Linked DNA regions of Mus musculus: region 1 is linked to region 2. A link is a contact called in public promoter capture Hi-C data. All regions are on one chromosome and are shown on one strand. Each heading gives the region's core, a stretch centred on a gene start, on an enhancer-like site or on the middle of the called end of the contact. The rest is flanking DNA. Distances are from core to core; before and after follow the strand shown.

Region 1 (6,054 bases), core at 3,452-5,951, 140 kb before region 2:
TTAAAAAGAGTTTTAAATACAATAGTATGAAAATATAACTTAAAAATATAAAAGTCCAACAGTATACGGAAGACTTAAAAATCTGTTTGCCCATTAGACCCATAGATACTTTGTAGGAAATGAACACATACTCAAAAAACAGTAACACTGTCACAGCTCATAAAACTGGCTTTAGAAATAAAGAGTTACAAAAGCCATTTTGAGTTAAGAAAGCATTCCTGTTCCAACTTGGGTCAACCAGCAACTGCTAACCTCAAGCACAGCGCTTGTCCACAAGGCCGGCAGCCTCAGCTCCAGGACCCGCAACAGTCTGTGTGCTGTTTCCTTCCACCATGCCACCTGGTCAGACAGGACAGGGGGTCTTACAGAACCCCTAAGGGACAACAACAAACAAACAAAGCTCTTCGCTTGCATATTTGGTCAGTGTTTGTAGTGCAACTGAGTGGGCACTCCAGCTGCCCACAGCCCCCTCGGGCATGGGTCCTCTTCCCTCTTTTAAGTCACAGTCGTCTGGGGCGGGTGGAGAGCGGGCAGAGACAGCAGGAGGAGCAGAGGTAGAAGAGGAGGGCAGAGAGGAGGGCAGAGACGCTGTTGCTGCAGGGCTGGGCCCCAGGACTGTCACCCGCAGCGTGGGAATGTGTCATACAGGCAGCCCGAAGCGGTGCTTCTTTTTCACAGGTCTCCGGAGGTCCTCCTCGGCGTCAGACTCCTCCATCTCGTCGTCAGCTGAGATCAGGATCTGAGGCGGTCAAGAGGCAAGGCCTGAGATTCCAGCGCCTTCTGTGCTGTGTCCTCCTTGGAACCCAGCCCCTGTGGGAGGCCCCATGTCTCCCACACCCTCAGAGGAGGGTTGAGGGAAGTCCCCTCTTCCACAGCGAGATGTGCTGGCCTGTTGAAGCTAGCATTGAAGTCACCACCCCTAATCTGCCACCCCCTACCCAATCAATGCCTTCACTTGGCTTCCAGCCAGACCCAAAGCTGATCAAAGCCAAGCAGGCGCCTGGAATCTCAGGGTCCTGGAATCCCCTTACATACACAGTGTCTTTCAAAAGGGACTGGAGTCATCCCAGGGACCAGTCAGGCAGTGTAGGTTCAGAGGGGCTGTCTTGAGCCACCTCTGTCATGAAGATGAAGAGGGAAGCGCTCTACCCCTCCATGCAGCCAGGACACTGAGGACAAACTTGCTCACTCCTGCCGCAGCTGCTGGCCTTAGACCTCTGCTTACCACGGGAAGATCGGAATGGCCTGCATGAAGGTTTAAGGGCCCAAAGCCTAGCCATGCTGGGGAATGTGAACTCCTACTTGAGGGGTGGGACAAACAGCCTCACTACCCTTCCTGTGGACAGAGTCACTTGATAGCTCACGGCTCCCTGCTCTGGCCAATGTGAACTTCACTTTAATATCAGAGACCAGACCATGTGGTTGTGAATGCCTATAAGCGTAGTTTCTGCTTTATGGCTTTTTGTCATTTGCCAAATGTTGGCCAATTATTAGGATGTAATACAGCCCTATAACCAGATACAAACTTGGAGAAAATTGGGGCTTGCTTTCTAATCTATTCATCATTTAAAACTCCTCCAGCCTGCCCAGGGTTCCCCAGGGCTGGTGCGCATGCTCAGTCAGACGTACTGCACACATGGTGGTAAACCAACTGTGCGTTTGCTTTTCCTCATCCTCAAGTCTCAGGGTGGCAGCCATCTCAGTCACTCTGGGGGTGGCTGGGGGAGACAAGGTCTCACTATATAGCCCTTTCTGGCCTGGACTTTGCTATGTAGACTAGGTTGACTCCGAACTCACAGAGATCTAAGTGCCTTTACTTTCCAAGTGCAGGAGTAAAGCCATGTGCATGTGCCACAAGCCTGGCTAATCTCAGCCACATCTCTAGCTCCCACTGGCAGCCCAGCACTTGGCACTATGGAGTTTCCGCAGACACTGAGGCCCAGGTCACGGATGCTGCTGCCCAAGGGACACACTCCCAGCCCTGTGCTATCTGTCCTCATGCACCTTCCTTATGTCAGGCACCAGCGGGGAGAGGGAGACGAGGTTACCTCTGCGAGGTTTAGCTAGTCCTATATTTTATAAGTTTTTCCCTTGCTTGTTCATGAAGAACAGGGCTCCAAGTACTTTAACGCTCCCCTGGAGTAAGGCAGATTTCACCTTACCTAGCTGTCTCCACCGCTGCCGCAGCAATGGTCTATAGCAAATCTACATACTACGTCCTTTTGGCTTGAGACAGCACATGTAACAGCAGATGTTGGGCTCACGCTAATGAGGCTCTGAGCGACCTGAGCTATTCTTTAGCTCAGCTTCTTCCTTCCCTCTGACTGGCACTGCGAATTCAGGTACAAACTTAAGAGCAGAGACCCCCAGAGCCCAAGGTATAATGGCCACGCCCTTGGGGAGAGTCAGGCTCATACCTCAGACTCAGACTCCTCATGGGATGCTGCCCTTCGGTAGCGAACCTTGCTCCCATTCCTTGAGTCCTGGTTGGCTCCTCTTTCTTCTAGTTTAGCTTTCGTCTTCCCCTTTCTCATGAGGAAATTGTCCACTACCCAGAACATGAAAGCCTGTGGGAAGAGAAAGGTGTAGGTCGCTCTGGATAAATCAGAACAAAGCAAGCAGAAGGCTGCATACCCACCCCTTCCACAGACAAAAGAGAAGCCGCACTCAGCCCTGACGTCTCCCAGAACATCCAAGAGAAACAGCGGCTCTCTTTCACTTGCTGTACTTTTATGATCAGAGGACAGCAGGGTAATTCTTGCTGTGGTCAATTATGGGTTTATTGTTGGGTTAAATGACAGGCAGCCCAGAGGCAGGCATGGTGCCGCACGCACACCCTGCATCACAGCACTGTGGAGGCAGAGACAGACTCATTTGTGTTTGAGGGCAGCATAGTCTACTCTAGTGAGTTCAAGGACAGCCAGGGCTGTGTAGAGAGACCCTGACTCCAAAATCCAAACCAAACCAAACCAAACCCAAAACCAAAAAACAAACAAAAAAACCCCAAAAACCAAAAAAAAAAAAACCCAAAACACCCAACAAACAAACAAACCAGGCAGCCTGTTTCGGGCCAAGAACCCCAGTCTCTGCCCGTTTTGAGCCTCATGGGTCCTTCACAGGTGGCGACACTGCTGCTTCAGGGAGCCCCCGATTCCTTTAGCGCTCTACATCACTGGTTCTCCACATGAGGCCACTATGCTCAAGAGCTTCTCTGAGGTCTATACTCAATAGCAAATACCTGGAGAACGCTTTGACCCTGTTCTAGAAGTCACACACTTCACCCACAGGCTGGGATCTCTCAGCAAAGTGGCCTATCAGGGAAGGCAAGTCATAGTTCCTAGGATCCTCTGCCTGAAATAGGGGCCCTAGAATGGATACCTGATTTCTGAGGAAGGACTCCTACCAAGTTCAATACTGGTTAGGGGACGGACTAGCTACACAGATAGAAAGGATTGTCTGAGGCTGTAAAGGTGACTTTTGTGTCACACTCAGAGTGTTGAACAGGAAACCTTAGTGGCAGGGTACAAGCTAGGATAAGACACTCAACAAGGCACTGACATTGACAAAGAAGGGGACTATCAGCATGACGATGGCCAGCTTCAGGTCGGGGTTTTCAATTGGATTCAATAGGGCCACCTGCAGAGAGAAACAGACACAGTGAGGAGACCACAGGGGCAGCACACAGGAGACTCAGACACTTCCCAAGAGCCACTGGAACAGCCCCTCACACCCATGGCTGCACAGACCCTAGATCTGACTGTTGGTAAGGACGGGTCAGAGCTGCTCTGGGCCACTGGCTCTGGGGCAGCTTCCCCTGTGGACCCGAGGGCCATGGGCTTACCCAGGTATTAGCATGTAGGAGAGTAAAGACCTCAGAAACTGCTTGTGGCTTCAGCTGAACTAGCAGACACGAGTGTGAAGGACATTTACCAGTGAGACACATTCACAGTTACCAAGTCTGCAGACTGAGCAGACCAAGCAACACAGCAGAGGGGGCTGGATCTCCATTAGGCTTACACATCCCCAGGTTTCATCTAGAGAAGATGTGTGTTTACACCAAGTGCACGAACACCAAGGACAAGAATGACAAACTAACGCTCTTATAATCAGCTGCTACGTCGGACCAGACCCAGGACTCACGCATGGAGCTAAAACAGAAACCAGCAGGCCGGGCGGATGCCAGGGCTGGGGATGACGGGGCTGTCGTTTAACTCGGCTTAGCACAGAGCGCAGGAGCAGGGATGGAGGCAAACCTTTTTCCACTGGAGTATGAGGAGGACGATGAAGACCACGGACTTTTCAAAGATCATGATCACGATGTAGAGGGCGCACTGTCCTACCCAGGCCCCGCACTGCAGAGGGTCTCCTGCAGGGACAGGCAGGTGCTTAGCCACACACACCAGGATCTGAGTAGTACAACACCACCACCCAAGCCCTTTGCAGCTCATTACGAGCCCTCATGCCCCTAGCTGGATCCCAGAACCCTGGCTCTAAGGTACTTTATGAGTCTCTAAAGCTCTACAAATCACCTCATTTCTAAAAGAGGCAGCCCTCTGAATAAAGCCAGAATTCCTAATTTGGACATACCAGAATGTTTTTCTTAGGAAAAAAAAAATTCTAGGATAGAGTTAAGGGGAACTAAACTTAGCGCTCACTGCTGGCTCTGTCCACTGGCAGCAGCAGCTGGGTTAAGCAAGAGTGCTATTTTATCTGCAGTTGATTTTTCCAGCGACTGCTGCTAACCCCCTTTTCTCCGACGCTGTGCCTATAACTGCAGTAATCAACTTCTTTGTCCATTTCCTCCTTCCGGCCGCCCCATCCCCCAATCTCCCTGCGGTTCTTAGCCCTGGGTACATCAGACTGATCCAGAGAGCCTCAGAGTCCACAAACTCACGCAAAAGAACCACAAGTTAATGGTTCCCAGGGCTTTTTCATAGAATTAACCAAACACAAATTTGGGAGCAACCTAATTCATTTTGGGGGGCCATGTAACACCTTGGCTAGGAGAAAGAGATCGAAGCCTTTAAGACAGGATGTGGCAGATACGGCCTGAGGCCAGCGGCTACAGCACAGGCTGTCAGTGGGTATGGTTAAGAAGTGCTCAGGAGGGCTCCAACAGTCCAAAATGGGGACCACCTGGACCCTGCAGTGCCTCTAGGGTACGTCAGAAACAGACTCATTGAAGGGTGGGACCAGCCTCTCTAGAGAATGATCGAATGACACGCAGAATCTTAGGCCAGGCCTCCACAGAGTGGGAGAGGGTGGCAGGGCCTTGTCCTGAAAGCTCAGCCAGGGTGACCTGCACTCCACGGACCAGAACAGCAACAAAGTGACATTTCAGGAAGGCCGTGAGAAGAGGACCTGGTCCGGAGAGACATCTCCAGGCACCCATGCTGTAGGCGGCATCCCTGTCTGGGGCCGCAGGCCGAACACAGTGGAGGCAGGTGAATGCCTTTCCACAGCTGTAATGGACCACCAGCAGAACACGCCCCTTCCTCTTCTGGACAATGGCAGGAGAAGGGCGGCAAGCATGCAGCAGCACACTGAGTGCCTAACCTAAGGCCTGACCCTTTGCTCCACCTCCAGGGCAGGGCATGTAAGCCTCAGCGGAGCACCTGGAAGTCACTCTTCCTGGCAAGGCCTAGCAGGAGTTTCCCAATGCTTTTGGTAAACCACCTGATCTTACTGAGAACAGGAGAGGAAACTGCTTGCTCAACTCCCAGGCAAGAACAGTGATCCCCATCTAGGAAGTACCACTGGGAAGTGTCTGAGAAGGACTGGGGTATCTGGGAAAGAGCAGACAAAGGACACCATTTGTTCACTGTTGTGAGGACATTCACTTGCTCAGTGTGCACTCACTCCATTGCCTAGAACGGAGGCTGTGAGTAACGGAGAAGACAGACATCAGTTTCCTCTTCTTTCTCAGTTTGTACAGTGCAGCTTCCACGGCCTGTTGTTGTTTTATACTAAAATAAAAATGTTGAAAACCACCCACGAGAGATAAAAGTGCCCGTGTCTAGCTGATATACCCTCGCTTTCGGTGTACCAGGCCAC
Region 2 (6,431 bases), core at 3,142-5,641:
TGCTGTAATAAAGAGCACTTCATTTCTTCTAAAACTTGCAACTCCACCAGTATGCTCCAATAACAGACGGAAATTAAACTTTTGGACCTTTTCCTTCCATTCTACAATTAACTTTGTTTTAGAAATTAATAAAAATATTTTATTATGCCAGAAAAAGTAAAATACTTTGAAGCACACAGAGCATTAATCAAAACAGCAAATGACTAATACATAAGCACTCCACATAACTCTCCCTCAGCAACTAGAGAGAAACAGGGGAGCATTAGAAATAACATAAAATTTAAAAGTGGGGGCCCAGTTACCATGCACTGTAACTCTTACTGTGCTGTTATGTTCACAGCCACACATTAACAGTTCCTGATTCACACCACCCAGGCAGTCTGTGGACCTGCCCACAGTCCTGGGTCTAACTGAAAGAGATGGCTTTGGCTGCCTCTACTTTCAGAAGGACAACTAGTAGGAACCTCAGGAAAATTAAACAATTACATTAATGAGGACGCAGCACAAGAGCTCAAGGCTTAGTACGTTATTTTAAAAGGAAATATGAAATTACTTTATTAAAATTTACTTTCTCCATTAAAACTTGAAGTATTTTGCCTGGTATAGTTGTACATACCTAGAATCCAAGCACTTGGGAGATGGAGACAGGAAGAGCAAAAGTTCTAAAGTCATCCTTTGTTACATGGCAAGTCTGAGGTCTAATCTTGTCTGAAAACAATACAAAAACCATTATTTAAGTCTATTTTCTACACCAACAACACAATATCCACACTAATTTCTACACTAACAAAACAATACAATTGAGTAAGTATCCTTAGACCAATTAACTCTCTAATCTTTAATCCCACAATAACTTGTTTCTTAAAACAACTCTACAAAGATGGTAGCCTATATCTCTGTCACCACAAGCTCTTTCACATCACTTCTCAAGGGCACAGAACTTAATCAACTGTGCATTCCTTACACCTCCTAGAACCTTCTTCACACCGCAGCTACTTAACATTCGGCATGTGCATTTCTATATTAGATAGAGATACCTAACTCACTAATGTCTAGTCCTAATATGCCCAGTATAGCTGGTAGAAGAATTGGAGAGGCCATCAAAGAGGCCCTGTAAATTCCTTAGGTAGCATCTGGAAGCAATCTGATTGGCTCTCAGTCCTCTTGAAATACTATCAAGAGATGTCCCCAATTTTTTTTGTTTGTTGTTTTTTGAGACAGGGCTTCTCTGTAGCTGTGGCTGTCCTGGAACTCACTCTGTAGACCAGGCTGGCCTCGAACTCAGAAATATGCCTGCCTCTGCCTCCCAAGTGCTGGGATTAAAGGCGTGAGCCACCACACCCAGCAAGATGTCCCCAATTTATGTACACACACACACACACACACACACACACCTGCTGTGTAAACATTGTACGGCACAACTTGCCAGGTTGCCCTGTTCATAAGTCTTTCAAAGTACAAAAAAACTAGATTAACCCTAAACAGCTGCTTATGGTAGCTAATCTCAATTGTCAACTTGATGAATCCTCAATCAACTGAAAAGCTTCTGCATACCTGTGAGAGATTAGGTTGATTAGGTTAATTCAAGTGAGATAACCAACCCACTATGGGTCTCACCATTCATTCCCAGGGGTTCTGGGCTGTATAAAAGGAGAGCTGAGCACCAATGTGCATCAGTCTGCTTCACACTGTAAGTGCCAATGTGACCAGGTCCTTCAACCTCCTGATGCCAAGACCGTCCCACCGAGACTGAACAAACCTATTAACCCATGAGCCAAAATAAACCACTTTGTCCCTTACACTGTTTTTATCAGGGTATTTGGTGACAACTGGAAAAGTAACCAATATACTGCTAATATCCACGTTTCTTTTGCACAGAACATTTCTAGAAATTTTGTAATACTTGGATTTTGGGTATAGTTGTCTTAAGTCCAGTGCTCTAACATTCTTTTGTCTACCTTCATGAGTTAAAACAAAAGTTGCTAGAACAACAAAATAAATGTCAAAAAGAAGGCCACAGAAGAATGAGAACACTTTGAATGAGAAGATCTGGCACAGGGAAAGGGACCTATAGGGTCTAGTAAGCAGCCAAAAATGACTGTGGACTTCTGATCCTCCAGGCTCCATCTCTTAAATTCTGGTATTACAAACGTGTACCCATTGTGCTCCATTTATATGGTGCTAGGAATCAAAGACATGGTAGGCAAGAACTCTAACAATAAGCTATAGCCCCAGCACCCTCCCCCAGCCCTCTAAAAAAAAAAACAGTTTTTAGAAAAGCATTTTATTTTTGGATTTTTAATTGAAAAAAATTTATATAATATATTCAGATCATGGATTCTCCTCCCCAAACTGCTCCCAGACCCTCTCCACCTCCTACCCACCCAACTCCATGCCCTTTAAACAGGCAAACAAAACAAAATTTTAAAAAGACAAAAAAAGAAATGTAAGCAGACACACACACACCCCACCCTAGACCCATAAAAACACAAAATTGGAAGCCATGATATATAAGCAAAAGACTAGTAAGAAAAAATGCTCAAGCAAAGTCATATGTGACAAAAATCTAACAACATCATTGTCTGTTTTGTGCAGGGCTATCTACTGCTGGCATGGGGCCTATCCCTAAATGTGGTTAATATACCCAGTGTGATCCCACTAGAGGAAACTAACTTTCCTTTGTAATTCTAGCACTCCTATGGTAAAACAGGAAGCAGACCCAGAAGAATCACCTTCAGGCTTACCAGTCAACTAACCTGGAGTACACAGCATAGCAGAAACAATAAAGACCAGTCACATTTCATGCGAATATGAGATGCTTATCTTTAATAGTAAATGGTTTCCTGTAACATTTTCTTTGTAAGCTAACTACAAATTCTAAAATTACTGGAGTCCAATTTTCCTAAATTTGCCCCAATCAATCCCATCCAGTAAAACACTAAAGATCAACATACATACACAAATGCGTGCATGCCTTTCCCTATTTACGGAAGATGGGGAAGGAAAACAATAACCAACAAAGCCTAATGCCTATAAGGTCCTCTTGTGCCCCAGTAGCTGTCTCCCTGTCTAAGAGATCACAGGTTCTCCCCAGATGCAGGCCTAGAGCAGGTATTTATTAACAATGGTGAAAGGCAAGTGGAGCAACAGACTTGTTTCTGAAGCTGCCATCCTGCAAGGGACATGCTCTCAGCAGTCACCCCAGGGCAATGCAAGTGAGCGTCCTCCACTCCACTCCCACGCTGAGCCTGAGAACTAGGTGCTTCTTCATAACTCCTCCTCCCTCAAAACACAGCAAACGGCCTGGTGCTCAGTCCTGAAGGTTCTGCTGAGAGCAAAATACACTGCAAATATCTGAAGAGGCTCAGCTTTCTTGGGAAAATGGACATTATAAATTACTATGACTTTTTAAGGTTTTTTTTTATTTGTGTTTTTTTCAAGACAGGGTTTTTCTGTATAGCCCTGGCTGTCCTGGAACTCACTCTGTAGACCAGGTAGGCCTTGAACTCAGAAATCCGCCTGCCTCTGCCTCCCAAGTGCTGGGATTAAAGGCATGCACCACCACGCCCAGCAGTATTTTTAATTTTTTTATGTGTATGTGTGTTTTGCTTGCATAGACCTCTGTGCACAATGTGCATACACAGTGTCTGCAGAGACCAGAATAGAGTATCAGATCTCCTAGAACTGGAGTTACAGTCAGCTGTAAGCCACCATGTGGGTGCTGGGAATTGAGCCTGGGTCCTCTGGAAGAGCAACCAGTGCTTTTAATTTTTACTACTGTAATTTTTAGAAGTGACATTGGGGAAAGGAACCTTGCTAACCTAAAACATTAATCAAATAAGCCCTGTATCATGCTGTAATGAGTTCACTCCCAGAGTGAGACTATCTTGAAAGAAAGAGGAAAGGAAGGAGAGAGGAAGAAAAAAAAAACTGCAAGCAACAAAACATGGCAAGATACTGGCTTCTCACCTTTAAAACCAAAACAAGCCTCGAAATTGCTTGTTGTCCACATACCTCCACTTAACATGCATATATGTCCAGACATTCTTCTCAGTACTAGGAGGCCATGATGAATTCTGTCTTCCCAACAGCCTTTACCATCTTCACCAGAGCAGCTGTGCTAACTGCAAAAGACCCTCACCTGAGATTCCAGCCACTTATGCCTAAACCTCCATTCCAGCTGTATGTTGACTTTGTATAAGCTGCAGATAGTCTCAGGAGGCCATAGAGTATACAGTGCCTGAAACACGCAGCCATGAAGAAGTCACCATAATGGGATGAGACCTAGCGATACTGCTGCTTTGGCGTTACCTACAGTCCTGTACGTAACCCCTCACCCCTCTGAGCTCACCAAGCTGGACTCTGGTGGAAGTGTTACTCAGACTGTCCTTGGTGTCTGACCTGGGGAGAACCGGTGTTTGCTTTTATCACCCCAGGAAAAGCAACAAAGACAAACACAGCTCTTGTCTACATGGATTTCCCAACAGTAAATACAAGCAACAGTGAATTAGAGAACATACTTCTATTTCTCCAACAAGGAACAGTATGTAAAGTATTCTTATATGCATCAGTTTTAGTATTTATTAAGTATGTTTTAAAGTCTTACAATGAACTAAAACTAGCTAAAAACAAGAGCACGTCATGTAGGAATAAGCATCATAAATAAAACCGTGACAGGAAAGGAGCACCTAGCATGAAGGTAATAACAGTCAGGACTGAGTAAGACAATGGAGCTGACCCTCGCTCGCCATCAAAGGTCACTAGGTCCAAGGCACTTGAGAGGCACAAATGGTCCATGCGGAAGGAGTGTGGGACAACCGAAAATGGCAGAAGTGGGCAAGGAAGCAATCACAAGGGCAGTGCTGGCCACATGGGAGTTTAGATTGGTTTTCATCCTCACGGAAGGCTCCCGAGTATGGGAATGACAAAATGAGATCTGAGCAAACAATTGTTTCACATTTACAGGAAATTTACATTTTTAAATAAAAATAACTTTACAAATGCTGTCCCAGCCTAGCGTTTCTGTGTCTTCAGTTTTTATCTTTAGTAATTTATCTAGTATCTGTTTGAGGTAAATTCTGTGTATGGTATTGAAGAGAAATAACAAAACTTTAATCCCAGCATTTGGGAGGCAGAAGCAGGTGGATTTCTGAGTTCAAGGTCAGCCGGGTCTACAGAGTGAGTTCCAGGACAGCCAGGGCTACACAGAGAAACCCTGACTTGAAAAAACCAAAAAAAAAAAAAAAAAAAAAAAACAACCCAAGTCTCTAACCTTGAGCTCATAGAGCCAGGGGAGGGTTGACAAATAATTAGAACTGTAATATAAGAAGAGTATGTACATGGTGGCCCATGCCTTTAATCCCAGCACTCAGGAGGCAGAGACAGGCGGATTTCTGAGTTCAAGGCCAGTCTGTTCTACAAAGTGAGTTCCAGGACAGCCAGGGCTACACAGAGAAACCCTGTCTGGGGGTGGGGGGGAGTATGTAGACTGCTGTGTGTGCCAGGAGAAAAGGTGATTGATACAGCCTCAAGGAGTCCAAAAATGAAGCTCTGGCCTTATAAAGCAAGCAGGGACTTGGCTGATGGAGAATTCCTCTAAGTGCTACCTTCAAACCACTGGTGATATAAAAGAAAATCCAGATACTACTGAAAACTCTTCCTTTACAGCAGTTATAGAAGATTATTGAAGTGGAATGGGGAAAAAGAGTTAATACATAAAACTTGCAACTGTGGTGTCACGGGTATTAATGATTAGAACAGTTTTGGTTTTTGGTTTATTCATTTGTTTTGTTTTGAAGAAGAACAAAAACAACTCTAATAATCTGGTAGGGTGTTCTGGTAGAAGTGTTTACATGTACTATGTTCATTAAAATCTACTACCTGTGCCAGGCATGGTGGCACACACCTTTAGTCCCAGCACTGGAGGCAGAGTCACCTGGATCTCTGTTGCGTTTGAGACCTGGTCTACAGAGCAGGTTCCAGAACTACACAGAGAAACCTTGTCTCAAAAAACATCTTTAAGTAAAACCTAACAATGTACCTCAGAATCTTAAACAAAAATAAGCCAGGCCCCAAAATTAGAGATAATAAATTCCACAAATGAAATGGTGACAAAAGGACAGAAGGGATGATACTCCTCCTAAATGTCAGGAAAACAGAGTTGGTTCTCTGAAAAAATAATGAGGTAGAGAAATGCTGAACCCAAGAATGCACAGACCCAAATTAATAAAGTTAATTAATGACGTGAAATTCAGGGGATCAATAAATAATACTCTGAAAAAGGAATTGCAATAAATTGGAAAATAAAGAAACAGACTAATTTCTAGATACCCATGACCTAACAAAATGAAACCATGAGGATATATATTAAAAAAAAAAAAAAAAAAAAAAAAACCTAATCAGATCTATAATGAGTAGTAATACTGAAGTGG

Evidence for each region. Capture Hi-C pulls out chosen DNA fragments and counts their contacts.
Region 1: a contact with region 2 is called in a promoter capture Hi-C map of liver. The contact joins two enhancer-like sites. A contact is called at or near these places in 1 of 15 datasets of contacts at CTCF or cohesin (large pre-B cells), 1 of 115 datasets of contacts at active chromatin or transcription factors (fibro-adipogenic progenitors) and 3 of 9 other capture datasets (adipose tissue, liver and pancreatic islet).

Annotation. Positions count from the first base shown.
Region 1 is chr14:30,869,063-30,875,116 of GRCm38.p6, reverse strand. Stimate (STIM activating enhancer) reads right to left here. Exons shown (of 8, transcript NM_028839.4): 5 at 4,254-4,366; 6 at 3,559-3,636; 7 at 2,418-2,567; 8 at 1-739. The coding sequence ends at 641. Among named protein-coding and RNA genes, the nearest start is that of Mustn1, 7.2 kb to the left of the region's middle. Within about 2 kb of position 4,701, at least 67 of the 459 cell types and tissues checked have an H3K27ac peak or open chromatin away from gene starts, as enhancers often do. A contact at or near this core is called in liver, where this site is marked.
Region 2 is chr14:30,732,816-30,739,246 of GRCm38.p6, reverse strand. The region is part of intron 1 of Sfmbt1 (Scm-like with four mbt domains 1); the gene reads right to left. Among named protein-coding and RNA genes, the nearest start is that of Sfmbt1, 20 kb to the right of the region's middle. Within about 2 kb of position 4,391, at least 7 of the 459 cell types and tissues checked have an H3K27ac peak or open chromatin away from gene starts, as enhancers often do. A contact at or near this core is called in liver, where this site is marked.